Linked DNA regions of Mus musculus: regions 1, 2 and 4 are each linked to region 3. The links are chromatin contacts, called in public HiChIP or PLAC-seq and promoter capture Hi-C maps. All regions are on one chromosome and are shown on one strand. Each heading gives the region's core, a stretch centred on a gene start, on an enhancer-like site or on the middle of the called end of the contact. The rest is flanking DNA. Distances are from core to core; before and after follow the strand shown. Region 1 holds the start of 2410137M14Rik (RIKEN cDNA 2410137M14 gene). Region 2 holds the start of Zfp57 (zinc finger protein 57). Region 3 holds the start of Gnl1 (guanine nucleotide binding protein-like 1). Region 4 holds the start of Nelfe (negative elongation factor complex member E, Rdbp).

Evidence for each region. Promoter capture Hi-C pulls out the DNA fragments that hold promoters and counts their contacts. HiChIP or PLAC-seq counts read pairs in DNA pulled down with a chosen protein or histone mark.
Region 1: a contact with region 3 is called in an H3K27ac HiChIP or PLAC-seq map of embryonic stem cells, with 3 times the contacts expected there. The contact joins the promoter of 2410137M14Rik here to the promoter of Gnl1 in region 3. A contact is called at or near these places in 2 of 39 promoter capture datasets (cranial neural crest and hippocampal neurons) and 4 of 115 datasets of contacts at active chromatin or transcription factors (all in embryonic stem cells).
Region 2: a promoter capture Hi-C map of second pharyngeal arch cranial neural crest shows a contact between it and region 3. The contact joins the promoter of Zfp57 here to the promoter of Gnl1 in region 3. A contact is called at or near these places in 5 of 39 promoter capture datasets (the 3T3-L1 cell line, cranial neural crest, hippocampal neurons and 2 more) and 2 of 115 datasets of contacts at active chromatin or transcription factors (embryonic stem cells and extraembryonic endoderm stem cells).
Region 4: a promoter capture Hi-C map of pre-B cells shows a contact between it and region 3, with 2.8 times the contacts expected there. The contact joins the promoter of Nelfe here to the promoter of Gnl1 in region 3.

The regions. Positions count from the first base shown.
Region 1 is chr17:36,977,611-36,985,063 of GRCm38.p6, forward strand. 2410137M14Rik (RIKEN cDNA 2410137M14 gene) reads right to left here and starts at 3,627. Exons shown (of 4, transcript NM_029747.3): 1 at 3,530-3,627; 2 at 1,041-1,323; 3 at 859-936; 4 at 91-496. The coding sequence starts at 3,532. The coding sequence ends at 372. It also overlaps the pseudogene H2-M4-ps and a transcript of H2-M5 not described here.
Region 2 is chr17:36,999,716-37,007,312 of GRCm38.p6, forward strand. Zfp57 (zinc finger protein 57) reads left to right here and starts at 2,810. Exons shown (of 5, transcript NM_001013745.2): 1 at 2,810-3,062; 2 at 3,571-3,600; 3 at 5,082-5,188; 4 at 6,335-6,479. The coding sequence starts at 5,171.
Region 3 is chr17:35,977,257-35,984,142 of GRCm38.p6, forward strand. It overlaps Gnl1 (guanine nucleotide binding protein-like 1), which reads left to right and starts at 2,699. Exons shown (of 12, transcript NM_008136.2): 1 at 2,699-2,991; 2 at 3,361-3,526; 3 at 3,806-3,942; 4 at 4,051-4,202; 5 at 4,302-4,373; 6 at 5,269-5,476; 7 at 5,691-5,786; 8 at 6,139-6,333. The coding sequence starts at 2,919. It overlaps Prr3 (proline-rich polypeptide 3), which reads right to left and starts at 2,039. Exons shown (of 4, transcript NM_145487.4): 1 at 1,871-2,039; 2 at 1,125-1,187. The coding sequence starts at 1,982.
Region 4 is chr17:34,848,173-34,855,166 of GRCm38.p6, forward strand. It overlaps Nelfe (negative elongation factor complex member E, Rdbp), which reads left to right and starts at 2,219. Exons shown (of 11, transcript NM_001045863.1): 1 at 2,219-2,416; 2 at 2,739-2,821; 3 at 4,172-4,241; 4 at 4,344-4,489; 5 at 5,253-5,327; 6 at 5,441-5,478; 7 at 5,636-5,961; 8 at 6,049-6,193; 9 at 6,273-6,327; 10 at 6,524-6,626. The coding sequence starts at 2,747. It overlaps Skiv2l (superkiller viralicidic activity 2-like (S. cerevisiae)), which reads right to left and starts at 2,032. Exons shown (of 28, transcript NM_021337.2): 1 at 1,962-2,032; 2 at 1,724-1,827; 3 at 153-262; 4 at 1-53. The coding sequence starts at 1,983.

The DNA.
Region 1 (7,453 bases), core at 2,377-4,876, 1.0 Mb after region 3:
AGGATAAAAGTCTCTTGCTATCTGAAAATTCCCTAGACTGATTTCCAACGTATAGACATTATTACCTTTTAAACACACAAAATTTTATATGGGACATTAGAGCCTCACAGATTTTTTTTTTAATCTTAGAAAAATCCAAAACTCCAAACTTGAGCCTTCATATCCAGGGACAGAATACAAAAGCCAAACACCACCAGATCCGATGCAAGATACAGGACTCCCGCCACAGTGGAGCCAAGGACTCAGGCTGTGCCCAGCTGCTGGGTTGTTTAACAGAATGAGGGAGGGACTAGGTCTCTGTTTCCTTTCGAGACTTTCAGTGCTGGGACTTGAGGTTAAGGGGTGGAGATAAAATGATAAAAATAATAAAGTTAACATCCTTCTCCATCTCTGGGAGGATAAAGGCAGAGAACAGAATGCAGAACGATTTGGTTCCAGAGGAAACTCTTAGTCCTAGACCTCAGGCAATATTCCAGGGGTATGGTTGCAGACAGACCTGGAACAGGGTCAAAAAACATGAAGAAAGGATTTGTATAGGAAAAAGATGGAGTGCCCTCCCAGAGGCCCGTTCCCTCTTCCTGGAGACCCTGCCTCAGATTTGTGTCCACATTAGTAGAGTCCTCTGTGTGAAGCACCACCCCCTCCTCTATTTCCAGGTGTTCCTTACACAGTTGGTTTAAAAAAAAAAAAAAAAAAAAAGGCCGCTAAGTGGCTAAGACACACTAATGGATACACTTTATAGTAACAAAACAGAAAATTGGCACATTTGTATCCAGGGCTTGAAATATCTCAGGAAAACCCAAATCTCAAACACCATCCTTATCTGCACTTTCCCTCCTCACCACTATGGCAGCGCACCTCCAGTGACCAAAACTGGAAGGAGAACCAGACCAGCAGTGATCCCCGTGATGGGTGTGGTGGGAGAAAAAGATGGCTCTGGAAGAGAGAAGGGAGAGGAGGATAGAACTAAGGGATATGCTCAAGGTCTGCAGAAGGGTTCCTGCTTTCCCAAGGACAGACTCTGTACCTACACACACTACCTTTACTCCATTTCAGGATGAGAGGTTCAGACAGCCCCTCAGGTTGCACATGGCATGTGTATTTATGCTCTTCTCCTGAAGGCAGCACCACAGCTGCCCACTTCTGGAAGGCTTCGTCCTCTGCAGGCCTGGTCTCCACAAGGTCCATGTCCTGAGTCAGGTCCTTCTCATCCCTCTGCCAGGTCAGGATGATGACAGCAGGGTGGAAATCCAGGGCCCAGCATCTCAGGGTGACATCACCTTCAAGCGTTGAATGATGGGCCACATTTGTTTTGGGGGGAGTCTGAGGAGAAGAGTCAGAGGGTAACAACCTTCTGTTCTCTCCTGTGGACTATATGAGCATTAGTCATGTGATCATCCCCATAGTTGGGTTGAAAATTGAAACAGCAGCTCTTACACAGCATGGACTTAGGATGAAGAAATATCTATTCCTTGGATCTGTTCCCGATCTGTGAACATTGGCAGAAACGGGGACTGAGATCAAAACAGGACTGGCACTCACTCTTTTCAGAGCTGGTACCCCTTCATCCACGAAAAGATGGAGTCCACTATTGTGCTTTCAATGTAAAAATGTTCCCTGTGGCTCAGGTGGATCCTGTGGGATCTGGAAATCAGGGAGGCTTCCTCTGCTCCAGACCAATATGTGTGTGTACCCCTATACATGTGCAGCACTTATCTAGAGGTCATAAGACAACTTGTTCTCTCCTTCTCCATGTGTGCTCAGGGTTCCAAACTCAGGTTGTTAGGCTTTATGGCAAGCACCAAACATTGAGACATCTTGCTGGCCCAATGATTCCTTTGTATTGCCTCAGACTGTGCAACCTTTCTTTCAGAGAGGAATGAGCAGTGACAACACTCAATTTCTCTACTTCTACATCACCCAGACCCCATCTGCTTCTATGTCCCACAGCCTTGAGAGCCCTGGGAAGATGGCTAAGCCCCAGTTGCAAGTCTCAACTGCCCACAGCAAAGGACACACAACTGCTGTCACTGTCTGCTTAGGATCCTGCCCCACAAGTATTATTTCAGAAATTGCTGTTGCTGTTGTGATAGATAGCATGCCATGTCGAGGTATCGATACACCTTCAGATGGAGCAGTCTCAGATGTGAGTCCAATCATCCACACCAAGTGCATTGCAACCCTCCGCTGCCATTCCACACCACATGGAGAAAGCAGAGACACATCAGTAATTTCTCCCATGGATGGTTTGGCTTCAATTTCATGTCTTATATCCCAGTAACCGTGAACCTGATCCTCCCAAGCCCATTTTGGTCCTGCTGGGTCCCCACTTGGGTGTAGAGTATTTTATTACTTTCTCCGGAGAGATATGATAGATATCTATTCACCCCAGACAGGACTCCAACAACAGACCAAATGAATGATCCCATCAAAGCCCATCCTTACCATCCAACACAGTTTGGCAATCCCATAAATGCATTGAAGGTTACTTACAGACACGAGTGAGGCGTTACTTAATACTCATAAACACCTACAACACTGAAAAGCCCACTCCAGCATGAATGACAACTCACAAAAGCTAGATCACTGGAGTGTGCCACCAATGAATTCAATCAATTAATACACACACACACACACACACACCATTACCATACTGGCTATCCAGAAGTTCACTATATAGACAAAGCTGGCCTCCAACTCACTCATCTGCCTGCCTCTGCCTCTTCAATGATGGGATTAAAGGCATCAGCCACTACACCCATACCATCAATTAACCTTCTAGTTCCCATATACACTAATATTTCTGAAGTCCAGATGTGGCTAGTAGGATTCCTTGTGATTGGGGAACATAGGAGGGTGTGAATGGCTAGAATCCCCAGTAAGGGTAATCACAGCTTTTCTGATTTTGAAACAGTAACAGCCTTGTGTGGAGCCTGGGGGACAGTATTTCACAATAGGTGGCTTAGGAATTGGTCCTGGCATAAAGTCTGCTCAAGGGCCAATAGAAGCTACCCCTGAAACCTGCATGCTGCAGCATCTCCTCCCCTTTATCCAGGTATTTGAGAAGCCACTTCAACGCACCTTCCCTCCAAGAAAGATGTGCATGATATAACAAAACCAGATGCCTCTTGCTTGCACCTAGTGATCTGAGACTCCTCGGTATCCACTGCAACCCAGGAGCGCAGGTCCTCTCGGTCAGAGAGATGTAATCCTGGCCTTCATAAGTGATGTGCTTATACCCACGGAGGAGGTGATGGTCTGGCCCTATGTCACAGCCGATTAGTCACTGGACAGTGTGAGACTCTGTTGAGGCCAAAGTGGTCAGCACCATGTCCCAGGTTAGCCCCATTCATTGCACACAGCCTGCTCGTGATTGGTCAAAGCCTACTTCAAACTGAAATGAAACCACAGTAAATTTCTGCAGGCTTCTCCAGGATTGCAGGAACTTGCAGATTTCACCAGCCCAAGGTACATATTTCATAAGAATATGCGGAGACTATAGACTAGCCTTCCATATAGGATCACTCACCATTCTCTCTCTGGCTATGATAGCCGAACAGGGTCCACAGTTCGATTTGACCGAGTATTAAGATCCTCCTGGCGAGGCGCATCAGCTCCTCCAAATGCTCAGGTTCCTGAGCTATAAATGGCACCCACGGCTCCACCCACTGACTCTCCAAGTCTTTGCTGAAGCTCGTGATCTGTATGTTGTCCATGTAGCCTCGGTGAACCGAGGTTTGCCTTAGCCAGGATCGTACAAGGTGGTGGTGAAATACCGCAGGGAGTGTGAGCCTAGGGGTGGTGCGGGGGTCAACCCAGGTGGACCTGGAGACAAGCGGACTTGCTGGGAGGAGAACTAGCACACAGGGCTCCAGACACGGATTGGAGAAGAGAGCCTGGCAGAGGGTGTGTAGTTGGGAGACAGCCGCTGAGACTTAGCGTTCCCTGAGCTATTGCTGCCCAGCCTCCTCCCTCCTCCCCACAGAAGTGGCTTCACTTTCCACCCTGCACTCACCCGCGCTGGCCTGAGTTGGGACCAGGGCGGTCGCCAGCAATGGAAAGAGGGTGTGCAGCACCACGGACCCCATCCTCCGTGTTTGGAGAACTTGAAGAGCAAGATCCCTGTCTATGAAGTTTTATAGCGTTGTGGGTGTGTGGGGGCAGATCATGACTCTTAGTGGTTCTACAAAATTCCCACACACAACAGAAGTGAACATGTGGGTGTCCAAACATTACTGGGGAAAAGAGGTTTCCCATTTGTGGATTCTTAGAGTGTTTTTGATTAAAAAGAAAAGAAAGAAAAGCCAATAACAAGCCAGAGTCAGAAGGACGCTCCAGGTTCACCTCATTAGTTCGGGATGGCGGGGAGGGGGAGGGGTGAGGGAAGGCAACAACACTAGCAAACCATAATCTTAGCAGGGGCTAAGGGTCATCAATGGGGGAGGGTAAGCAGCTGTAGAAAGGAGAAAAGAAAGGATTAACCCCTTGAGTTATAAATCAGGAAAGCAAACAGACTCAGCAGTTAATCTACAAGGAAGTGGATTTGGGGGGAGGGCTGGGGGGATACTTCAGGAACGTAGTAAGTACATTATTTCATTTGGGGTATTATTATTCCTTCCATTTCCTTTGCATGTTTTCAAATGACCAGCTTTCCAGAGGGGTTGTCTGCTGGCTAGGTGATTAACAAGTCTAGTTAGATTAGCTCCCAAAGAAGGTGGAAGGGGGCATTGGTATGCAATATTCTAATCTCTGGGACAGATCGGAATGCATAGTCTCCACCCTTGTCAGAAGTGGAGATTAGTTTCCATTCTTTTGACCAAAGTCAAGTTACCCAAAAGCCCTGATACCCCTACCCTTCTCAACTGGTAAATGGATGTGTGTGAGCGGGCCCATTCTTAACAACCCCTAAGCCAGGTGACGCTTGTCTAGCTGCCTAACACTGGCAGAAGCTCCTGAGAACTGACGGTGTGTAAACTAGAGAAATGAACCCTGGGGCCACAAGGAAACTTCAATCCTTAGACTGCTTGAAAGCAAGATCCTAGACCAGATAATTTACCCACAGCCCCTCCTCCTGCACCTAGAGTCCTTTACCACAGTAAACCCTTTATGCAGCACCCTGGTAGAGAGCTGTATGTGTCAGGAAGTCCCAACCTTTTTGTTTCAGGATCTCTGTATGCTCTCACAGATTAGGGAGGACTTCAAACAGATGTTAAGCAGGGTGCATCCATCAATCTTACTTGGGCTAAAAAGTAAAACATGTGTTGAGTTCAGTTCCCAGAATCTTGCAGCTCACAGCTGTTAAGTTTCCAACTGGGACAAATGGCAGAGGTGCCTGTTTAACATACCAAAGTGGAGTGGCCTCCAGATTCTTCTGTCCTTGAGTACCTACCCTCAACAGGGTATGGCTGAAGTACCCTTCCCTCCCCCAACTCCCTTAGACTCTTCCCTGTCCATAATCTCGGCATTTTAGTTACTTGCTCCCTTTTGTACCTCTGACCTCCTGGCTGCTACACCTGGTTTCCCTCTTCTCTCCCTTCTCCTCCCCATCTCCCCACATGGCCCATCTCAGTCACCAAGGCCACTCTGGACTCTCCCAAATGTCTCTGCCTCTAGCTGTCCTCTCCCTCTTATCTGCAATATTTTTTTTTCCTCGCCATACCTAGGTCCAGCCATTTCCTCTCCTTTCCTTTTTATTTCCATCCAACAGCCACCTATAACCCAAGCTCTAGGGGATTCATGAAAGGTCTTTGAATAAACTTGACCTCATTTCTCCTGTAAACTCTTCCTGCTCAATGAGTCTCCTGAGAGACCTTGAAGAACAGAAACTGTCATGTAATTTTGTCTCTGTCAAAATGCTTACAGAGGCTCTGTTATATCCACTGAGCAGCCTTCCCTCCCTCCATAAGCAAACCATCTTTATTATATTTTTATGTGCTTTACCTGCATGGATGTGTGTGTACCACATGAACGAAGTGCCCACAGAGACCATCAGACCCCCGGGGACTGGTATTACAGAGGGTTGTGAGTCACCATGTGGAAGAACAGCAGGTTCCTAAATGCTGAACCATCTCTCTAGCTCCTGGGCCATCTCTAACGGCCTACTTTTAGTTTTTTGGGTTTTTTGGATTTTTTTGTTTTTTTGTTTTTTTTTTTTTCCAGTCTCACTTAACACTTCTTTAAAAAAATTTTTTATTAGGTATTTTCTTTATATACATTTCAAATGCTATCCCGAAAGTTCACTATACCCTCCCCCTGCCCTGCCCCCCTACCTACCCACTCCTGCTTCTGGCCCTGGCATTCCACTGTACTGGGGCATATAAAGTTTGCAATACCAAGGGGCCTCTCTTCCCCAGTGATGGCCTACTTTTAGTTTTAAGGAAACCAATAAAAGTATAAGTTACCACAAATGGGAAACAAAGAAGCAAAAAACCGTATTAAAAACTCTGTTGTACTGTTTGATTTCTTTATGAGAAAGAGTTTGTCTGGGTCTATGGAATGCACATTAAAACTGTTTTCCTGACGGAACCTTCGATCAGAATCACACAACTTGATCTTCTCCCCACATCCACATAAAAATTTTTTCAGAATTAATGTAATATTTTAAAAATATACTTAAAATTTAGCTCATCACTGAAGAACAAGCATGTGGGAGGTTAGGCTAAGAAAGGAGGTTTGCCATGAGTTTGAGGCCAGCCTGGGTTACATGATACTCTTTCTCAACCAAAGAAACATAGATGAGGCTGGGCAATAGTGGTACATGCCAGCCTGACCTACTGAGTGAGTTCCACGACAGCCAGGGCTACACCGAGAAACAGTGTTTCAAAAAACCAAACCAAACAGCACAAACAGAAAGAAAAATGATCAAGCTTGTATGTTTCCAAAATGTCACAATTGAATTACAATAAATTCAATAAGTGAATTCAGTTTCCATGGTGAGAATTTGGCAGGTAATATTGCTTTCCTTGGTAATCTAATTGAAGCAAACCCATATCCATTTATTCCAATCTTAATTACTAATATTCTCTCAAATATGACATATCACACTGTAAATATATGTATAGATGAGGGTCACAGAATAGATGCAGATATTGAGGAGGTTACAGTAGCATTTCATGATGCTTTTGAAGCGGGCTTATAGAAATGTAAATGCAGGGGCTAGAAAGTTGGCCCAGGTTAAGAGCATCTTGGTTTGATTCTCACCACCCAGGCTGTGGCTCACAAGCAATTCCAGTTCCAAAGTGTGGGGCAGAGTGTGGGGATGCTGCCCCTCATCTGGCTTCCTCCTCTCCCTCCCATGTCTTCAATCTGGGCCCCCAAATCATTCAGTGCAGCTCCCCCCACAGTGCAGCTCTCCCCTCCTTTGGTTAGTCTCTGGAAAACACCTTCACAGACATTTCCTGTGAGATTTGAGATCCAGTCAATCTGACAATGAAGATTAGCATTCACAGCTACA
Region 2 (7,597 bases), core at 1,560-4,059, 1.0 Mb after region 3:
CTTGCTCACCATGGTGGTCAGAGGACAACTTGGGCAAGTCAGTTCTTGCCTTCCACCATGCAAGTTCTGGGATTCAAACTCAGATGGTCAGGCCTGGTGGAAAGTGCTTTTAACCACTGCTGGGTGGTTTTTGTTCACCGTCGTGTCGTTTGTTTGATTTAATACAGGAAAACAAGAAAAAAAAACCCACAAACACTGAAAACTATACCCAGGGCAATTACCAACATCCTGCTAAAAGACAATGTCTTCAGGAAATCATCATGGCCCCTGGACTGATTTTGTTCTACGAGCATGAATCTAGCCACAAGCAGCTCCTCTCCTTCCTTCTCCTCCTTTCCTCTCCCGTCCTTTTCTCTCCATTCTCTGGCCTGATCTCTTTCCTCCTGGACAAAATATCTATTTTGTTTACAGTTTTGGATGTTTTACTCACTCATGTCATGGAGGGTGTCGTATGGGAAAGCACAGGAAATAGTGGAGCAGTAACAGGAAGCAGCCAAGGCAAGATTTAGTCTCCAGATACATCTTCCAGTGGCCTACTTCCTCCAACTAAGTCCTAGCTTCCACAGCTTTACAACCTCCCATTGGATTAGTCTATTCAAACTTTAAATCCACAAATGAATTAAACTATTCATGAGGTTGGAAACTTTATGACATAATTGTTTCTAGGAGTACCTACACACACACACACACACACACACACACACACACAGAGAGAGAGAGAGAGAGAGAGAGAGAGAGAGAGAGATGCTTTACCAATCTCTCAAGTTCATCAAGTTGATTGTTCAGACAGGGTCTCATAGTCTAAGCTAGCCTGAGACTGATTACGTAGCCCAGGATGATCCTTACTTAAAGTTTGCTATTTTCTTGTCTTAGCCCTTTAAGTGCTGGGATTAGAATTGTGTATGACTATGTCTGGCTCCCTATTCAGATCTCTCTCTATATAATGTGAACCCAAACTCTGGCAGGGAATCAATGACACACATCTAATGGTTTCCTAGTTAAGATAGAGTCTCAAGTAGCCCAGGCTAGCCTTGAACTCACTCACTATGTGGCTGAGAACTTTGATCCCCCCTTCATCCATCTTTCAAGTGCTAGGATGACAGGCATGTACTACCACACATGAGAGATGTTCTCTTTAGTAGTTGATAATTTTTTCTACATTCTTTAAATCAAGTTTTCACCTAGCGTAGAGGTGCTGAAACTGAAGAGGCGAGGCGACAAACCCAGTGCTATGCGGACGAGTGTAGTTAACTAAAGATTTATAGACAGAAGCATTTCTTAGACATCAGCGAAGCACGGGAAGAAGGATGCTGAGCTAGATAAAGGTGGAGTGCAGTGGGCTAGAATGTGCCTGGGCTTTCTCAAGAGGTTCTTAGCACATCAAACATCAGCTGGAAACAGCCTAGTGGCCAGCATAAAATGTTGAACCAACCTTTGTAAGGGTTTCATTTGTCCTATAGTGTTTGACTGTGTGCTGGGGCTACCTGCTGGCCAACATGGTGTTTCCACCTCAAGAATTAAGGACCAGAAGCCAGTATACACTCAATCACTGAGTCGAGGGGGTCTTGAATTCAAGGTCAGCATGGCTCCATAGTGAGTTCCTAGGAAGAGCTGTCTCTAAGAAAGTAAGTAAATAATAAATAAATAAATTATTTATTTATTTAAAGTTGAAGAACCTAAATCAGCTAATTATGGTTGCTCAGTTTTGTAAATAAGGTAATTTGAAGTCAGGGTGAGAAACAGTTCATTATTGACGGAAAGCGTGGTTTTTGTTTGTTTGTTTGTTCTTTTACCTCACTACAGGCCTGTTACATATGGATTGCTTCAATCCTTCTTCTTCTTCTTTTTTTTTTTTTTTTGGTTTTTCGAGACAGGGTTTCTCTGTATAGCCCTGGCTGTCCTGGAACTCACTTTGTAGACCAGGCTGGCCTTGAACTCAGAAATCTGCCTGCCTCTGCCTCCCAAGTGCTGGGATTAAAGGCGAGCGCCACCACCACCCAGCAACCTAGTACCTTCTATACTTTCCTATCACCCTCCCCAACTATGTTTGTGCTTTGGCTGCCTGAGACCTGGGTTAAGTGTTATAATTCCAATGGAACTTATTAAAAACAAATCCAAACAAACAAAAGAAAGGATTACAGAGAGAGACTGAAGTGAATTTGGTATGTGAAACACTAATACGACTTGACCGTGATGTGATACCTGTGAAGTGTCTGTATCTTTTTTTTTTTAATCATTATTTTTATTGTCCTGAGTCTGTATGAGTGAATGCCACATATGGGATGGTACCAAACGAAGAGTGTGGGGTTCCCTGGTTACAGGTCTCTCTGTGCTAGGTGTCCTGGAATCCTCTCTAACTACTGAGCTATCCTGTAACTATAGTCTAAGTCTCCTGTGCTTTCTTGGATTTTACTTTAGCTAAGATGTTGCTCCACGGCCCACTTTACTTGTCTGCGAAGTGTTCCAGTTTTTCTTTAGTCTTACCTTATTTTATTTGTGTGTGTGTGTGTGTGTGTGTGTGTGTGTGTGTGTGTGTGTGTGTGTGTGTGTGTGTGTGTGTGTGTGTTTTACTGTGTAGCCCAGGCAGGCGTGGAACTCACTTTCAGCTGCCTAGTACAAGGAATTACGGAAATTGAGTCACCCGTCCCTCCCACCACCCCCTACCCCCATCCCCCACTCCCATTCCCCACCCCAGGAGTAAATACTTATCTTAGGAAATGGAATTTCCTAGCGCAGCTGAGACCAGTGAAGACCAACAGTAGGCGGGACGAGAAGGCGTGGCATTCAGGCATTGGGCTTCTTCAGATCTAAATTTCTGACCTTGGCAGACAGCCACTTGAGATGTGTTACCTGCGGACGGAGCAGAACGGAAGCAGAGGGACAAAGTAGCGGATTCCTGACTTCTGGCAAGGGCCCCTTCCTGGGTTTCACGCCGCTGCGTTCTGGTCGAGGCTGGAACGCGCGCCCAGCCCTTTGTGTGGCTGTGGTCCGAGGCTACGGCTCAGAAGCCGAGCGCTGGGAACGGCAGGACTGCCGAGCCTCAAGTAGGGCTGTCGAGCGCGGTGAGAGCGTGCGGGGACCCGGGTGGAGCCGCTCCCTCGGTGGAGCCACGAGGGCCCGACACCTGGGTGGGAGAAGCCGCCTGGCTCCGCGGTGGAAAGGCTCACGTGGCTGAAACCTCGGGGGATTAGAGTCTGGGACCGGGGCTGACCGGGCAAAGCCGGCGGGCATTTCTTGTCAGATTGTGCGTGAGAGCGGCGGGGCCACAGATTTTAGAGAGCCGGACAGACGGGGTGTATTGTGGCAAGTTTGCCTGATCTTCCTGTCTTAGCTTCCTTTGTGCTATTGGGGCTGACTCCTCAGATTTGTGAAACAATGAATGGGCTTTAGTTGGAGGAGTGCACTCAGGGTTGAGAGACGTCTGCACAGTCCCTCCAGAAATTTACCCAGTGGAAGGGTGAGGCCAGGCCTGGCCCATCTCCCATGCCAGGGGGGTGGGAGTCGGGAGGGACGGGACCTGACCTCCGGCCAATCAACAGCCAAGTCTTATTTAGTCTCTTGCCTTCTCAGGGCTCCTGCACCAGGAAAGAACAATCAGAGGTAAATGAGTGAGGAGGTGGATGGAGGTACCCAACACCTGTCAGTCTCCTTAATCAGCCTGTATCTATATTAAAGACCACTCCCTGCTTTGTGTGAATGTGCAGCAGCTCCTGCTGCTGTTGTTGATGATGTTTTATGCTTTCTGTAGCCCAGGCTGTCCTAGAACTCCCGGAGATCCTGTCTCAGCCTTCCTAGTGTTTAGGTAATCGTCTAGGTCACCACGCATCTTTATGCTATTGTTAAGACTTGTTGATAAAGGGGTCTTTGCTGAGAATGGTTAAAGACAGGTCCTGGAAGACACTAGCATAGAACTGTATGGACAGGTCCTGGAAGACACTGTTTGGAATGTTTTTTTTTTTTTTTTTTTTTCCAACGGAAGAATAATGAGAGGTGAGACAGACAGAAGGAAGGAAGAAAATCAACCTCAGAATGCAGCTTTCCTGGCAACTTTTTTGGGGATCAGAGCTAGCGATTCCTTGAATGCCTTGTTCCTTGCTGGCACTTTCACGTAGCAAAAGAATTGAGAGGAAAAGAAAGGGCCACGAGTCTCTGTGCCTTTATGCTTCCCTGCATCTAGAGAGGAGAAATAGAAATTAAAAAAATTTCAGAGTGAACAAAGAATTTAAATGATATTGGGTTGTTATCACTGTGCTGTACATGTGATACTGGACTCACGCTGCCAAGACTTAAAATGATCCAAAATGATGGGATGGCCTTACATAGTCAGACAGCTTATTTTGGGGTTTGATTTAACTCGTCCCTAGACTAGTACTATGTGGTGCATAGGGATAGATAGATACTCTGATAGTCCTTTATGCTGGGTAGTAGTCACAGGCTACACTTTCCAGACAGCTAGTAGATCAGGAAAGGAAACTACACACTGTCAGTGTACTTTGTTACTAAGCTATAAGGTTCTGTTCGGTAGGCATATTACTTGCATTTCTGACCTAGTGACATTTTCAGCTTAAGAGGTCATCAAAGGCTAGGTCCATTGGAAATATCGTATCTATATATTAAACATTGAAGTCATGGAGCTAGGGGTATGCATAAGGCTCAGTGGCACTTGGTTAGCAGGCATAAGCTTCTAGGTTTGAGCCCCAGGATACCACACACACATTCAAATCACAGAATCTATATTTTAATTTCTGGTCCTGGAAGAGATATAAGCTCTCATCTTTCCAGTGAAATCAAGTCAGAGGATGAAGAGACAAAACTCAGAGTGGTATGTGACGCATTCAGGTATGTACTTTTCAGTGGTACTGAATCTAGAATTAAACTTTACTTTCCCGTGGATCACACATCCTAGAATGGATGACTTAACGCTTATTCTTGAGGTTTGTGAAAATGGAGCCAATTTACCTCTCTTGGTACTGCGGAGAAGGCTCTACCACAGTGCAGGAAGCTAGTAACTGGGTGCTACGGAGGCACTTATTCCTTACTCTCTCCCTTTGCTGATATTATCTATTTTTCTTAAACCTTAGATTTCTAGAAGTGGGCACCAACAAATTGTGGCTAGAAGCAGTCTGGAATAGAAGTCAAACGCCTAGGACCAGCCTGGCATTACCAAACAATGGCAGCTAGGAAACAGGTAATCAGAGCCCTGAATTCTATGGCCTGGGCTTTGAGGGAACTAAAGCTGTCAATCATGAAAGGAGAATTTGGACAGTTGAACCATCAAGGAAGACAACCTTTTTTAGAGTAGATACTTTTGTTATAAGAAGCAGTATCAAATTCTGGGGCTCATGTAGGAACCCTCCAACTGCCCAGTGCCTGGGAAATATAGAGTCCCATTAGCCTTGGGATCCAGACCAGAAGGCTCTAAAAGTAGAAAGAGACACCACTAAAGACATGCTGCTCCATGGGGTAGGTAGTATGTTAGCTGCTCTATAGAAGCCCCAAAGAAAGATTATGGGTGGAAAGACTGGGGAGATGGCTCGGCATGTTGTAAAGTACTTGTTGCACAAAGTTGAAGACCCAATGTGGGATCTTCAGTCTCCACATTAAAACAAACGGAAGGAAGACAGACAGACAGACAAGGTCAGCAGAATAATCCCAGAGGCTTTCTAGCCAGATATTCTTGTTGAGTTGAAGAGCTTCAGGTTCAGTGAGAGATTTCTCAGAACACAGGTAGAGCAAAATAGAGGACTTAACATGGAGAGATTACTAGTGAAATCCAACAGCAGAAAGGAGATGGTCCGGTAAAGGAAGTGGCAGGCCCTAGATTCTCTTGAACCTTGGTTCATGTTGAGGTCTTTTACCCACCTGTGGATCTGGTAGAACCCCAGATTGTCCCAGGCCAAACAACAGAAAAAAGGAATTGCAAGATCTCTAACTCCCATACCACCTTGGAATCCTTCATAGGCTCCTCTCCCCTCCCCTCCCCTCCCCTCCTCTCTCCCCTCTCCCCTCTCCCCTCTCCCCTCTCCTCCCCTCCTTTATTTAAGCTGGTGACCAGGAGCAGGCTAGTGCCTCAGGAAAGCTCTTGGCACGGAAACTCAGGGGTACCGCATTTATAAAAGCAAAACCACATTTTTCAGGATAAGTTAAGGGAATCTGTAATATGTGTTTTGCTTACACACTCAGCAGAGATTTTGATTATACATTTGGTTCTATATCTATGGTCAGGACTGTAGAAAGTCCTGAATGCGTTGCCAAGGCAGATGTGATAGTTCAGAGACTTAGGGGCAAAAAGTCCCTGAACAGACACTTCAAGTCTCTGTATTTACATTCTAAGTCTTCCCAGCCATCCAGGACACCAGTCAGTTATGAGGACGTGGCAGTGTCTTTCACCCAGGAAGAATGGGAATATCTTACTTCTACACAGAAGACCCTTTACCAGAAAGTGATGTCAGAAACCTTCAAGAACCTGACATTTGTCGGTAAGAGACTGACTCCTTCAGCATTCTCCCTGTCCTATAGCCTTAGAAAATACTGTTGGTGTTTCTGCTCAGATAGACCAAAATCAGCCTGAAAGATCTGAGTCACAAAGTTCCGGGGTAAAAAAGGTAAAAGCAATAAAAACTTAGATGACAAGCTAGGCTTGAAAATAAGAGGTAGGAAGACCAGGTTAGGGTGATTCTCAGCTACATAGCAACTTTAAGGCTAGCCTGGACTACCTGCATGGGTTCAGAGAGGAGGCTTAAGGGTTGAGAGAGTACTTGTTCTTGTAGAGGACCTTAGTTCAGTGTCTAGCCCCACATGGTGGCTCACAAACATTCATAACTCTAATTCCAGGGGTCCCACACCTTCTGACTTCTATGGGCACTGGGCATACATATATACATATGTATATGTGTATGTATGTATAGATATATATACACATACATACATACATACATACACATATATATATATATATATACACACACACAAGTAAGCAAAACACTTGAGTCACAAAAAATTCAAAAAAATAAATAAACCTGAAAACAAAAGAAGCACCCCAGGAATACAAAGATAATGTGTGTGTGTTCATGTATATGTAGGTACACTTAGGTGTTCACATGGAGGCCAGGGTTAAATTTGGGCTTCATTCCTCAGGATAGAGCCACTCTATACTTTTTGTTTTGTTTTTGGGTTGGGTCTCACTCATTGGAACTCATTGATTCAGCTAGGCTGACTGACCAGTGAGCCCTAAGGATCTGCCTTTTCTGTTTCATGGTTGGGTTTACATCCAAATGCCATTACACCTGACCTTAGTGTGCATTCTGAGGCTCAAACTCAAGAGCTCATGATTGTATGGTGAGCAGGTTATCTACTGAGCTACTTTCCCAACCCCAAGGCAACACCTTTATCATTGTAATTGTTATATTGTGAAAATATGTAAATTTTCCTGTCAGGCCTGGTTTGTTGACCAAAGCCTGTAATCCCAAGACTTCTAACCCTCCCAACATTCCTGGATCTGACTCGGGGAGATTGCAAACTAAACCCCGACCTTGGTTATAGAGATTGAGGCCAGCTTGGACTACATTGCGAAACTACCTCAAAAAACCACTTGCCT
Region 3 (6,886 bases), core at 1,449-3,948:
GGGCTGAAAGGTCTCACTGAACCTGGAACACTCTGATTCAACTACACTTGCTAGCCAGCAAGTCCTAGAGTCTGTCTACCTCTGCCTTATCACTGTTGGGCCCAGGTTTTTGCTTTTTACATGGTTGCTAAGATCTGAAATCAGGACTTCATGCTTTTGAAGTAAATACTTCATCAACTGGACCACCTCCCACAGTACCACTCCTCCTGTTCTTCCTCATTTTACTTTTAGATTTTGTTTTGTTTGTTTTTTTTTCAAGACAGGGTTTCTCTGTATAGCCCGGACTAGGCTGGCCTTGAACTCAGAAATTCGCCTGCCTCTGCCTCCCAAGTGCTGGGATCAAAGACGTGCACCACCACAGCCTGGCTACTTTTAAATTTTATAGACAGTGTCTTATATAGGCCAGGGTAACACTGAACTCTGAGCTTTCCTGCTGCCAGTATGCCTGGTCTGTGTGCTGTTTACAAACGCTTACCTACTCTAAGACCATGAGACATGGTTAACTTTTTATAAGAATGTTTATTTTACAATCTGCTTAGAATTGGTGTTTTTATTTGGTACGACTATTACAAAGTCAAAGTTCATAGTTTTACACACAAAAAAAGTCCAATTGAGACAACTTTGTTTACTGACAGAACCACTTCGTTGATTTCATCTTTACACAGAATTCTGTGTTCATATATCTACAGGCCTCCGATTGCACTCAGATAGGGTCTCATGTAGCCTAGGCTAGCCGGTCTCAAATTTGCTATTGCAGGAGAGGCTGGCCAGGAACTCCTGATCCTTCCACATGTTAAGAACTTATGTTGACATTCTGTGAAAACCACAATGTCATAGCTACTGCAGCTTTTCACTAAATCTTGCTATGCCCTCTCACTTTGGTCTTGGTAGTGTCCCATTTAGAGCCTCTATAATGGAGAACATTTATTTCTACACACAAATAAAGACAGACCTAGGAGTTAATCTGGAAGGAAAGTAACATTTTGACAACACCGTATTTCCAAACGGTTAATATATGATCCCTCATTTAGGTACACACAATCCCTGGGCTTTTGTTTAAGTCTTTAGGGGTCCATCCCTTCTCCAGGGCTTAAAACATGAATCAGGGCCCAATTTCTCCTCACCTGACTTGGGATCACCAGGCTTCCCGTTAGCCATGGGGGGAGGGCCCAGAAGGCTGGGTGGTCCTAAGAGCAGACGTGAGAAAACAGCCATCAGAACGGTGCAAAGGACTGATCACCTCGTCCTTACGTGGTCTTATAACACTCAGTTTTTAACCAGGTAAGTCATATATCCACTCAGCAGTGCCGCAAACTCTCACCCCGTCCATCTGCCCGTCCCTCTGCAGAGTTGTTTGAGAGTCCATCAGAGGGTAACAGAGGTCTCTAACAGCTCTTTCCTCACAGTGCTGCATCCACAACATGCCAGTGATTCCACGTACCCCAATCCCTCACCTTAACTGTTGGCCCATCATAGTTTTTTTCTCCTCTCCTTCCCTCGGGGGAGTAGTTCACAGAAGGTTGACCTAACCAGTGGAAGTGTGGTCACAAATTGTCTTCCCGATCATCACAATCTGTAACATCGCTGCCACCCCTCTCCCCCCGCCATTCTGCGGTTGCGCAAGCCAGATGTTTAGCCGAGCCGCCACCTCCCCTGCCTTCTCCAGAAAGGATTAGGAGCCAGATTGAGGTTGAGGGTTCAAGCAAGCGAAGCCCTCAATCCAGGTTCCACCAGCATCCCTCCCCCACCACGTCCCACCCCACCTCCACGCGTGCGCCCTTCCTCCTTCCGTTGGCACCTCCTCCCCCGCATTTCATTCTATCCTAGCCCCCTGGCCGGCTGACAGGCGTGTGCACGCCCTGCCCCTCACCCATGGGGCGCTCATCCTCCTCATCTCCAGGCTCGTCCCGCTCAGACAGTGCGAGATGTTGCTGCTGCTGCGGCAGCGGCGGCGGCTGGTCCTGCTTCTTTCGTTTCGGCATAGCGGCTGCGGCAATGGCTGCAGCAAGATTTGGAGGGCAGTGAGGAAGGGGCACACTAGCTTTCCTTCCGCTTCCGGGTGGGCGATGGGCCGGGTGACCGAGGCGCCCACCATGCCACTTCCGGGAGGTCGTGGATGTGCCGCGGCCGTTCGCTCCTACAAGGTGCCTCGCTCACCCCGCCGCGCGCGTGGGGAAGCTTTGCTCCCCCTTGTGCAGTTCCTCTCCACGTGGGAAAGCACCACCCCATTCCAGTGAGACACCGGACAGGCTTCGGGACTCTGGCGGCACGCGAGAGGCCTGTCGCATCCTAAGGTCGCCACATCCGGGCCCCAGTTACCATGGCAACAACTACAGCCACAACTCCGTGCTCTCTGACCTCTCTCCAAAAGTCCTTGTCCCGCTCGCTTTTCCTCCTCACCCGCGCTCGCACGTGTGGCCAGTGAACCTGCCTCTTCCGCAATCTCCTTACCGAGTCCTGTTGCCGCAGGCCAGTCCACGGGGCAGCCAGTCCACCGGGCAGCCAGCGCAGTCCCGGCTCTCCCGCCAGGGGCCATCCTCTCCAGGCGGCCGCGCGGTGGGGCGTGTCCTCGCCCCGTCGCCCGGCCCCCGCCAGGTGAGTGGCAGCTCCCGGGAGCGCCGGGCGGCGGTGACACGCGTCCCCCCTCCCGCGACTGCCACTTGGTAGCGCCCGTGACGGAGTCGGCTCGGGCCTCCCACGCGCGTCTCCCGCTCGCCGCACCGTGCATCCCGGACCCGCGGACTCTCACGTGCCGCCGCTTGCATCCCCGCCGCCCCGCTCCCCGCTCCCCGCCGCTCGCTGCTGACGTCACCGCGGCCCCGCCTCCCCAGGGCCCCGGGCCGCCGGCGGGGGCTGCCCCGGGGAGTCAGTTGCGGCGGCGGGGAGCTCGGCGGAGGGCGGGCCGGGGCTCCGGGGCCATGCCGAGGAAGAAGCCCTTCAGCGTGAAGCAGAAGAAGAAGCAGCTGCAGGACAAGCGGGAGCGGAAGCGAGGTCAGGGAGGGGGCGGGGCCGCTGCGCAGCTCTGGAGGAGGGCTGTGCCGCGGCACCGCGGGCGGGGGGTGGGTGGGTGGGCTCTCGCGATCCCGCGTGGGCTGCCACGGTGGGGGTTTCCCGCAGCGGCGGGACGGGGAGGGGTGGAGGGTGGGGGATGGGAAACTCTGCTTCTGCTTCTGCTGCTGCTGCCACAGGGCGCTGTGACGACCTCCAGGCCCATCCGGGACGGGGTTGGGGCGCGCGGTTGGGAAGATGGAGCCTCTGGAGAAGTTGGGTCGGCTGAAGAAGAGCTTGTCCTACCGGCTCGGGGGGCTTTAGGTCCCCTAAGAACCGGTCTACACCGGCGTCACCGGCCCCTCCCCTCAGGGCTCCAAGATGGGCTGCGCTCCAGTTCCAACAGCCGCAGCGGTAGCCGGGAGCGGCGGGAGGAGCAGACGGACACGTCGGATGGGGAATCCGTGACCCATCATATCCGCAGGCTCAACCAGCAACCTTCCCAGGGCCTGGGGCCCAGAGGCTACGACCCCAACCGGTAAGCCAAGGAGAAGGGCGCTGGCCGCAGTTTCCCCGCCCTCACCCTTAGGAAAAGCTTCCGATGAAGGATTGAAAGTGGAACTAGTGAGGCTGGAAGCCAAGGAAGGTGGTTCTCCCTGGATGGGCCACAATCTTTCTTGCCTTCCAATGGGGACTGTCAAGAGTTTGTTTAGAGGAGACTTGAACAACCAGGAGAGGAACCTTTGCAGTTTTGTGGTCAGAAGAGGAGATTGTTTGTCACAGGACTCCACTAGATGTGTGGTCCCTTTCCCCTTAGATACCGGCTGCATTTTGAACGGGACAGCCGGGAGGAGGTGGAGAGGAGAAAGAGAGCGGCCAGAGAGCAAGTGTTGCAGCCGGTCAGTGCTGAAGTGTTAGAGTTGGATATCCGGGAAGTGTATCAGCCTGGCTCAGGTGAGTGGGGGCTACTTGTGTATGCCATCAGCCTGGGGAACTTGCTGGCCAGAGAAGGGGTCCAGAAAAAGTCCTCATGCTTATCCGGTCTCTTTCCTTGTTTCCCAGTCCTGGACTTTCCCCGGCGGCCTCCTTGGAGTTATGAGATGTCCAAGGAACAGCTAATGAGCCAGGAGGAGCGGAGCTTCCAGGAATACCTTGGGAAGATACACGGGGCATACACTTCAGAGAAACTCAGCTACTTTGAGCACAATCTGGAGGTGATGGTGGCGTGTTTACTGAGTCGACATACTGTGATCTTAGTGTCCTGGTTCAGGCAGCAGCCAAACTGAAGACAGTCTCTCTTCTGATCTTTTCAGACATGGAGGCAGCTGTGGCGGGTGTTAGAGATGTCTGACATCGTCCTGCTCATTACTGACATCCGACATCCGGTGAGGACTTTGAAAGGTTTGCAAGGGGGAAAGGGGATGATTCTAGTATGAGAGTGTTCTGAGGCAGGAATTGGAAGGCAGAGAGATCTTTGTTTGTTTGTTTGGTTGGCTTTCAAGACAGGGTTTCTCTGTATAGCCCTGGCTGTCCATACTGGTCTACAAAAGTGAGTTCCAGGATCTACAAGGAGATCCACCTGCCTCTGCCTCCCGAGTGCTGGGATTAAAGGCGTGCGCCACCACGCCCGGCCAGAGAGCTCTTTTTACACCTTTTGGTGGGTGTGTGTGAAAGGCTCTGATTTGCAGGTGCTTGCCATCCCACTTGTAGACGGTATGCTTGGAATTGGGAAGCCACAGAGGTCAACCTTGGTGTTCCTCAGGCAATGGCACCATTTGCATTTCCTTTTGTTTTGCTCTGCTCTGCCACCGAGGATGAAGCCCTGGGCCTTGCATCTTGCTCGTACTAGGCCTGAGCTTTTTACCACTGAGTCGCACCCCAGCCTCAGGAGCTGAACTTTTTATTCATCTCTGATCCTTGTCACATGCACATATGATGTACACAGCCATACACACCTAACACAGACATGTACACGCGTGCATAGAGCTGTGTACTTCTTACCTGGTCCCTGTCCCTGTTCCTGACTGTCATCACCTCAGTGCACTCAGATATTGTCAGACTTGCCTCCATTTCTCTCATCATGACCTGCAGGAAGCTCCCTGAGGCCTGCCCAGGTTGTTATTAATACCTGCTTTGCCTTCCCTGCTTGGTGCGGCTGGGTTAACTGTTTTCACCACAGAATCTACTTCTGCCAGAGCTGTGCCTGGTGACAGGGAGCTGGGGTCAGCAAACTCTTGACTCGCTTCTTGTCACTCTGTCCTCTTATCAATTGTGTCACAGGTTGTGAACTTCCCACCAGCACTTTACGAGTATGTAACTGGAGAGCTTGGGCTGGCCCTGGTGCTGGTCTTGAACAAGGTGGACCTGGCCCCGCCGGCTCTCGTGGTTGCCTGGAAGCATTATTTTCACCAGTGCTACCCCCAGCTCCACATTGTCTTGTTCACCTCTTTCCCTCGGGACACGCGCACTCCACAGGAGCCTGGTGGTGGTGAGTGAGCTGCAGAGAAGGTGTTGGCGGGTGTGTGTGTGTGTGTGTGAGAGTGTGTGTGTGTGGTGGTGGTGGTGGGGGGGGGGTCCGGGGCGGGGCAGGGGGGGGGAGGATGAGCAGGGGTTGGGGAACAGAGAGGTTGGTTGGCAAGGGCACCTGATGTGGGCCTGAGGGCAGCAGGAGAAAGAGGCACATCTTCACTCTCTCATCTCAGTCTTGAAGAAGAATCGGAGACGGGGGAAAGGATGGACTCGGGCACTGGGACCAGAGCAGTTGCTGAGAGCCTGTGAAGCTATCACTGTGGGGAAAGGTATGTAGTCCTTGGAGGGAAGGCTCTGGATGCCCCTCTAATATACACACTTAGGAAAGTTGTAGAATAAGGTCCCCCACCCCCACCCCTCGCCAGATGGTGGGAAGGAGAGAGTCAGGAGTGGGCAGGGGCCTCTGTGGTTTGATGTCCTGAGAAGTCGTAGATGTGCTGATGGAGAGACTCCATCTGTGACTCCAGAGTGGGGTCCTGAGAAAGCTGGGGAAACTCTGGTCTGCCACAGTACACATTGGCACTCCATGATTCTTGGCATGATGGTGACATCAGCTGTGTGTTCATGAACCATCGTGGCCCGGGGATGAGGGAAACGTCCTCTGTTTTCTTCTTCAAACAGTGGACTTGAGCAGCTGGCGCGAGAAGATTGCTAGGGACGTGGCTGGAGCCTCCTGGGGTAACGTCTCCGGTGAGGAAGAGGAGGAGGAAGACGGGCCAGCAGTACTGGTAGAGCAGCTGACCGACTCAGCCATGGAGCCCACAGGCCCCTCCAGGGAGCGCTACAAGGATGGGGTGGTGACTATTGGCTGTATAGGTAAGGACTCAGCAGCCTGCCGTAGTGGCCTTCTTAGGCTCTGTGTTTTCAGTATTTGTAGAGGAGGGAGGTAGGCCTGTCTGGATTTACGTCCTTCAAAGAACAGCCTTTGTCGTTGGCCCTGGGGAACAGAGAAGGGTGCCTACTGCGGTGCAGAAGTTCTGTCTCTTGTTGGCTCTGTCAACGCAATCGAGTCCTTAAGCTGTTGAGTCACTTGAGAATGAGGTTGCTGATGCACAGTTTAAAGATGGAGGTGAGCTGTGGCCTGCTGAGCCTCACAGGGCCTGGCAAGTCACGAGAGTGGTGACAGTGGCGACTGTTAAAGTCTTCGCACTGCCTGGTGCTCTGAGTGACCCGTAGTTACTCATTTTTCAGTTGTGGATACTGGTTTCTAGGACAGGGGTCCTTAAGTCTCAGCTGGAGGCCAGCTCGTGTCAGCTCCTCCTGGGAGGAAGCCCTTTTCCGAGTGGTCAGGGAGTATCTCCCTGGGTAAGAACTGTGTCACAAGCTCAGCCTGGTGGTACTCACCTTCCGTCCCAGCGCTTGGAGGCAG
Region 4 (6,994 bases), core at 969-3,468, 1.1 Mb before region 3:
GAGTCTCCACGGCAGCCAGGAGTGACCAGGGATCCGTCTTCCTCTGCCATTTTCTGGAGAGAAGGAAAGGAATTTTGGAGTCGGCTTTCTCCCTATCCCAGCTTCCTTCCATTGGTCCATCTCTCCAATCTGGGAGGCTGCAGACTTCTCACCGAGCTGAGTGCTCTACACCGTGTAGAGGAAGCCAGGCTGGAGACGACAGAAACAGCTGCTCTGCTTCCTGGCACAGATCTGGGGCGCATGGAGGGAGGCCATGGGGGAGCTGGGACAAGGGCGAGATAGGAAGTATTAAGTTGGGGGCTGGAGAGGTGGCTCAGCAGTTGAGAGCACTGACTGCTCTTCCAGAGGTCCTGAGTTCAATTCCCAGCAACCACATGGTGGCTCACAACCATCTGTAATGAGATCCGATGCCCTCTTCTGGTGTGTCTGAAGACAGCTACAGTTTACTCGTATATAAAATAAATAAATAAATTGAAGAAAAAAAAAAAGAAGAAACCTTAAGTTGGTTAATAAAGGATAGCGTGTAGACAAAAGAGGCGATGGAACTTGTGTTCAGATCCAATGGTAGATGTCCCAGGATACCAACTAAGGTAAATCACTGATTTCAGACACACAGAGGCCAGACACAGCAATCTGCATTCTTATTTTGAGAGAGGCTCTCATGAAACCCATGTTTGCATCCAACTTGATGTGTGTGTGTGTGTGTGTACACATATCCCTCCCCCTCTCAAGTGAGGGGGTGACAAGCATGAGCTACCAACACCTGACTATCATGCAGAGCCAGGGATCAAAACCAGGGCTTTGTGTATGCTGAGCAAGCGCTATACCAAGTGAGCTATGTGCTCAACTGAGAATTCGCATTTTAGAATTCTTATTATTTGTAGTAGTATGTGTTAGTATGTATAGGTCTGTGTGTAATGGGTGGACATGGGTACACGCATGCACACATGGCAGTCAGAAGACCACATTGTGGAGCTGGCTCTCTCGCTGCCTTTACGTGTGTCTCATCAGACTTGCATGGGCAAGCGCTTTAATAGGCTAAGCCAGTGATTCTCAACCTTCTCAAATGCTGCCACCTTTTAATGCACCGGTTCTCCTGTTGTGCTGACCACAACCGAAAAATAATTGTGTTGCTACTTATTAACTGTAATTCTGTTACTGTTATGAATCTTAATGTAAATGTCTGGTGTGCAGGATATCTGATATGTGATGTGACCCCTGTCAAAGGGTCATTCCACCCTCAAATGGGTAGTGAATCAAAGGTGGAGAATCTCTGGGCTAATAAGTCATTCTGCCAGTCTTAAATTTTCTGCTTCTTTTCTTTCTGTTTTGGGGATGAGATCTCACTACATAGCCCTGGCTGGCCTAGAACTTGGTATGTAGATCAAACTGGCCTCCAATTCAAGAGATCTGCCTGCCTCCACCTCCCAAGTGCTGGGAATAAGGGTGTGAGCCACGCCAGGCTTCAGTTTAAAAGAGCCAAGTGCTCTGAGCTATGCAGAGAGAAGGAACCTCCTAGGAGGAAAGATACAGGTGAAGGGGCAGCTCTGAGAGCTCGCGTCTCCAGCACTCCCCGCTCCGACCTACTGGAGTTCCAGTAGAGTGGGATCTGTCCAGCATGAGCCGGAGGCCAAGATGACAGTGTCAAGCTACATCCTCCTGTGAGCAGGGTGGAATTTCTTTTAGGCTCATAGGTCAAAGGTGAGGGTCAAAAGTCACTCACAGTGCTCTCTGGAGGCCCTGGCACGTTCAGCAGCTCCCAACGGCCAGTGCACCCCACTTCCAGAGCTCGAAGGGGTAAGTTCAGGGGATCTAGGGGAGGCAGAACTACAAGGGAAAGGTCACAGGTTAAAAGCCACAAGTCATTCCTGTCTACTAACTAGTCCTTTCCGCGGACCCCCCTCCCTCCCCTCCCCTCCTCTCCTCTCCTCTCCCGTCCACTCTCCTCCCCTCCCCCTCACCGAGTCGCTCCGTCTCCATCATCCTGGAGCCGCGGCAGCTCCCGAGCAGCCCGGAAACTCAGAGTAACCACGGAGCCGGCCCCGCCCCGAGAAGGGCGGAAGTTGAAATTACTTCCGACACGCCCCCTCCTCCACCACTCCCCGCCGGGAGCGTGGGCGAGAGCGGCGCCGAAGCCTGACTCGGAGCCGGGCAAGGCCGGGCGGAAGTCACTGCGACTCGCCGCCTTGGTTACCGCGTGTCCCGCCCCTTTACGTCATCGCCGCGAGCCAGCGCGCAGTAGCCCGCGCGGCGGCGCCGGAGACCGCGGGCCCGGGCGCCGCCCCCTCAGGTGAGGGCTTCGTCTCACATCTTTCGCGCCTTCCCCGCGCGGCCCCTGGTTCTTCTTCCTCCTCCTCTGGTTGCCCAGATAGCGCTACGCGGGCCCGGCCGCCTTCTCTGCCCATCGGACCCCGAGGTTGGCTGACCTAACCCCATTGGGCATGGGGGTCGGGAGCCATCGCCTTGGCGTCGCAGGGAGTGCTTTCCCTTCTCCGGGCTGAGGTACCCCAAGGCTCTAGTGTCTGGACCTTGGACATAGGCGGGAATGCCGGTTGATTACCATAAACAGGAGGCTGGACAAGCAGCCTCGGAGGAACGAGGGGTTAGGGAAAGGCCAGAGGCTGGAGTAGGCGGGCCTGGAGGTTGGGGTGCATACAGGATGGACGCAAGTTGGACGACGTGTGAATTTTGAATGGTGACAGTAGAGAATGATGTCTTGGGTTCTGCCCTTGAACCAGGAGCCAACATGTTGGTGATACCTCCGGGGCTGAGTGAAGAGGAAGAGGCACTGCAGAAGAAGTTCAACAAACTCAAGAAGAAGGTAGGAGTTAGTTAAGCGTGGTGGCCCGGCTTCTCCAGACTCTGGGGACACCTGGGCTGACTGTAAGGCCATGGGAGTCCTCCTGCCTCCTACCGGAAGGGGACCTCTCAGTGGAGCTTTGGCAGCATCGTCCAGTCTTATTTGAACCCTCCCTCTTCTCTGGTCATCCCCAATGGAATTATCATCGTCCCTGTGGCTTCAGTACCACCCAGAGCCTTGTGAACCATCAAATGCCCAAGTAAATGTGCTCCTCCTGTCTGCTCTACCTCCCTCCCTTCGCTTTTAGATAACCAACTGCATTTAATAGGCCTTAAAATCTCTCATCTCTGACACACCACTCCACCTCAGACAGGGTCTCACACTTAGCCCAGGCTGGATTGAAAATATGTGGCTTTGGGTAGCCTGGAATGGCTCTGCCTCACCTCTGGCTTCTGTACTATTTACACAGCAAAACATTTGTCAAGTCTGTCGATGGTTTCTAAGTTCCTCTTCCACTTTGTCCCCTACCACTACCCCTGGCAAGGATCTCAGTATGTGGCCGGGTTGGGTGGGTTGTTTTGTTTTGTTTTGTTTTGTTTTTTCAACTCCTGGGCTCCTGGTATCTTCCTCCCTAAGCTTCTCTCAGGAAGTGGAACTCTAGGTGCACAACACCGTCCTCAGCACTCTCCTTACTAGTGAAACCTCTGAGTAATTTCTCATTGACAGGGTCTGGCTTTGCTGTTTTGAAGGCACACCTGATCCATTGAAAACACTTCCGAGGTTTCACATCATGTATAGAATTGAAATATCAGCTCACCATACCTGTCAAAAGAGAGAATTATTTTCTCTTAAAACCTGCCTTCCAAAACCTCCTCTGCATTTTTGCAACCCCAATTTCTTTGTCTAAAGTATCTTTTCTGTCTGTGTTGGGTAATTCTGTGAGGTCTCAGTTTACTAGCTGCTTATGCATCAGAAAGTGTTGCTTATACTCAGCCCTGAGTGATTAGTGCCCTTGATTATTCTTGGCTGTCAGTCTAGCCATTGTTTCCTGGGTTCTGAATTCCTTAAGGGTGGGAACTATGTGTTTTGATTCTGCATGGCCTCATTAAATGTGCAGAAGATGGGAGATGGGTGGATAAAATCCCCAAGGATTCAGGTCTTATTTGCAGCTTATATGGTAGGGCTTAGGTGTTTTTGGTTTTCAGTTTCCAAAATGTGAGACTGGAAGGCCTTGGACACCATAGTTTGGTTAGGTTAAGTACTGTGGGCTTCGTGAGGATGTGGAAGCAGGATGAGCCACTCCAGGACCAGGATGCCACACACACTGGCCCTGGAACCAGACCCTGGTTGACAGACCTCTCTCCTTTCCAGAAAAAGGCATTGCTGGCTCTGAAGAAGCAGAGCAGCAGCGGCCCAGCGAGCCAGGGCGGTGTCAAACGCTGTAAGTGACAGAGACAGAGAGTCCAGGGGGCAGCAGCAGAGGGCTTCCCTCCACAGCCAGCATAATGAATGCCTCTCTCCTTCCCCCTCCCTCTCTCCCCAGCACTGTCAGAGCAGCCTGTGGTGGACACTGCCACAGCAACAGAACAGGCCAAACAACTGGTGAAGTCAGGAGCCATCAGTGCCATCAAGGCTGAAACTAAGAACTCAGGCTTCAAACGTTCTCGGACCCTGGAAGGGAAGTTAAAGGTGAGCACACAGGAAGATTGTCTGGAACGTCCTGGCATCAGCTGGAAGGGGGTGGGTGGGGGAAGTCATGCATGCTCACATATGAGCAACCTGTGCTGTTCTGAGTTTAGGGTGTTTCTTTCTTGTTCCTTGAGACAGGGTCTGACTGTACTCATGGAGTCAAGTGATGCTCTGGCCTCAGCCTCAGAAGTAGTTTTTGCCACTGCAGCCCACTGGAGCGCTAGGTTTCTGTCTATCACAAAGAAACCTGAGCCCAGTGTGGTGGCACATGCCTTTAATCCCAGCACTTGTGGGGCAGAGGCAGGCAGATTTCTGAGTTTGAGGCCAGCCCGGTCTACAGAGTGAGTTCTAGGACAGCCAGGGCTATACAGAGAAACCCTGTCTCGAAAAACAAAACAAAAAAAAACAAAACAAAAAAAAAAAGCCTGGGTGATGCCCACATCTCTTTTCCATATTTGTGCTTCTTGGATTGAAGGGAGGTTTGAGTAATGAAACCAGTTACTCACATCAGCTGATGTAGTGGCACACACCTTTAATCCCAGCACTTGGAGCAGACAGGCCGAGAGCTCTAACATAAAGGACAGCCTGGTTCTACTGCGCAAGTTCAGGATAGCCAGGGCCACACAGAGAAGCACTATCTTGAAAAACCAGTCAACCGGTCCAGCACATCATCATAAGAGTGACAGGAGCAAAAGAGAAGCAGAGAAGAGAGAGGGAAGAGCTCTCCTGATCCACGCTAACATGGGTATCTGCCCTTTTCCAGGACCCAGAGAAGGGGCCTGTCCCCACTTTCCAGCCGTTCCAGAGGAGCATGTCTGCTGATGAGGACCTACAGGAGGTAATGGTTTCTGTGGGGCCAGGGTTGGGGACAAGAAGAGACCCACACACTGTGGACCAACTCCGGCACCTGGGAATCATTTGAATTGTTCTCTGTCTTTTCTTTCCCCTTAGCCATCCAGACGTCCCCAGAGGAAATCTCTGTATGAAAGGTCAGAGAGAGCACCGTTTGGTGTGGGGTCAGAGGCCAGAGTGACTGGAAAGTTCAGGGCTAGAGTGGGAGGAGCCAGCTGCAGAGGCAGTGTTGACTCCACAAGGTTTGGAAGAAGGTCGAACCCCCTTTGGTCCTTACTGTCTGCCTCTCCCCAGCTTTGTGTCTTCTAGTGATCGGCTTCGGGAACTGGGACAAGATGGAGAAGAAGCAGAGGCCCCCGGGGCTGGTGATGGCCCACCTCGAGGCTTTGACTGGAGCTATGAAGAGCATGGTAGCGCCCGCTCCTCAGCCTCCCCTCCCCGAAGCCGCAGCAGGGACCGAAGTCATGACCGGAGCCGAGATAGGGATCGGGACAAAGAGAGAGACAGAGACCGAGATCGAGATCGAGACAGAGACCGGGATAAAGACAAAGACAGAGACCGGGATCGAGACAGAGACCGGGACCGAGATCGGGAACGAGACCGAGAGGGCCCTTTCCGCAGTGAGTGATCTTAGCCAGGGTTTAGGTGGGTCCTGCTAAGTAGAAGGTGAGGTGGACCCAGTAATGACTGTGGTTCCTAACCCACAGGGTCAGACTCATTCCCCGAACGGAGGGCCCCTCGAAAGGGGAACACACTGTATGTGTATGGAGAGGACATGACGCCCACCCTCCTCCGCGGGGCCTTCTCTCCCTTTGGAAATATCATCGACCTCTCCATGGACCCACCCAGAAAGTAAGCATGAGCAACATCCCGGGGAGGGAGCTGCCTGGTCTCCATGGAGTTTCCTGACTCTGCTTTCTCTCTCACCCAGCTGTGCCTTCGTCACCTACGAGAAGATGGAGTCTGCAGATCAGGCTGTTGCTGAGGTTGGGACTTCTCAGACCGTTCCTCCCATCCCTCCTGTCATCCTCCTGCTTCTTCTTTTCAATATCTGCTTCTAGAGGAAACTTTTCTCCTGACTGAGAAAACCTTCATCCTCACATTCCTGGTTGGTCTCCCAGGGCAGCAGCACCTGGCTCCATGTAATGCCCGTCCTCTGTCCCCTCCCCTCTTGTCCCACAGCTCAATGGGACCCAGGTGGAATCTGTGCAGCTTAAAGTCAACATAGCCCGAAAACAGCCCATGCTGGACGCTGCTACTGGCAAATCTGTCTGGGGCTCCCTTGGTAAGGATGAGGCTCCTCCCTTCCCCTCTCTGCAGCATAGCACTTCCTTGAGTTCCCTAAAGTGCCCAAGGTCAGGATCTTCACGTAGGTAGTGGATGAAGAATTGCCAGGGCATCTGTCAGGTGAGGGAAGGAGAGCAGCACTGAAATGTGCCCTCTCAGTGGTGGCACACACCTTCAGCCACAACACGTGGGAGGTGGAGCCAGGTGAGTTCAAGGCCAGCCTGGTCTACAGAGCAGAGTTCAGAACAGCCAGGGCTACACAGAGAAATCTTGTCTTGAAAAGCCATTTGGGCAGGGCAGTGGTGGCACACACCTTTAATCCCAGCACTTGGGAGGCAGAGGAAGGTGGATTTCTGAGTTCAAGGC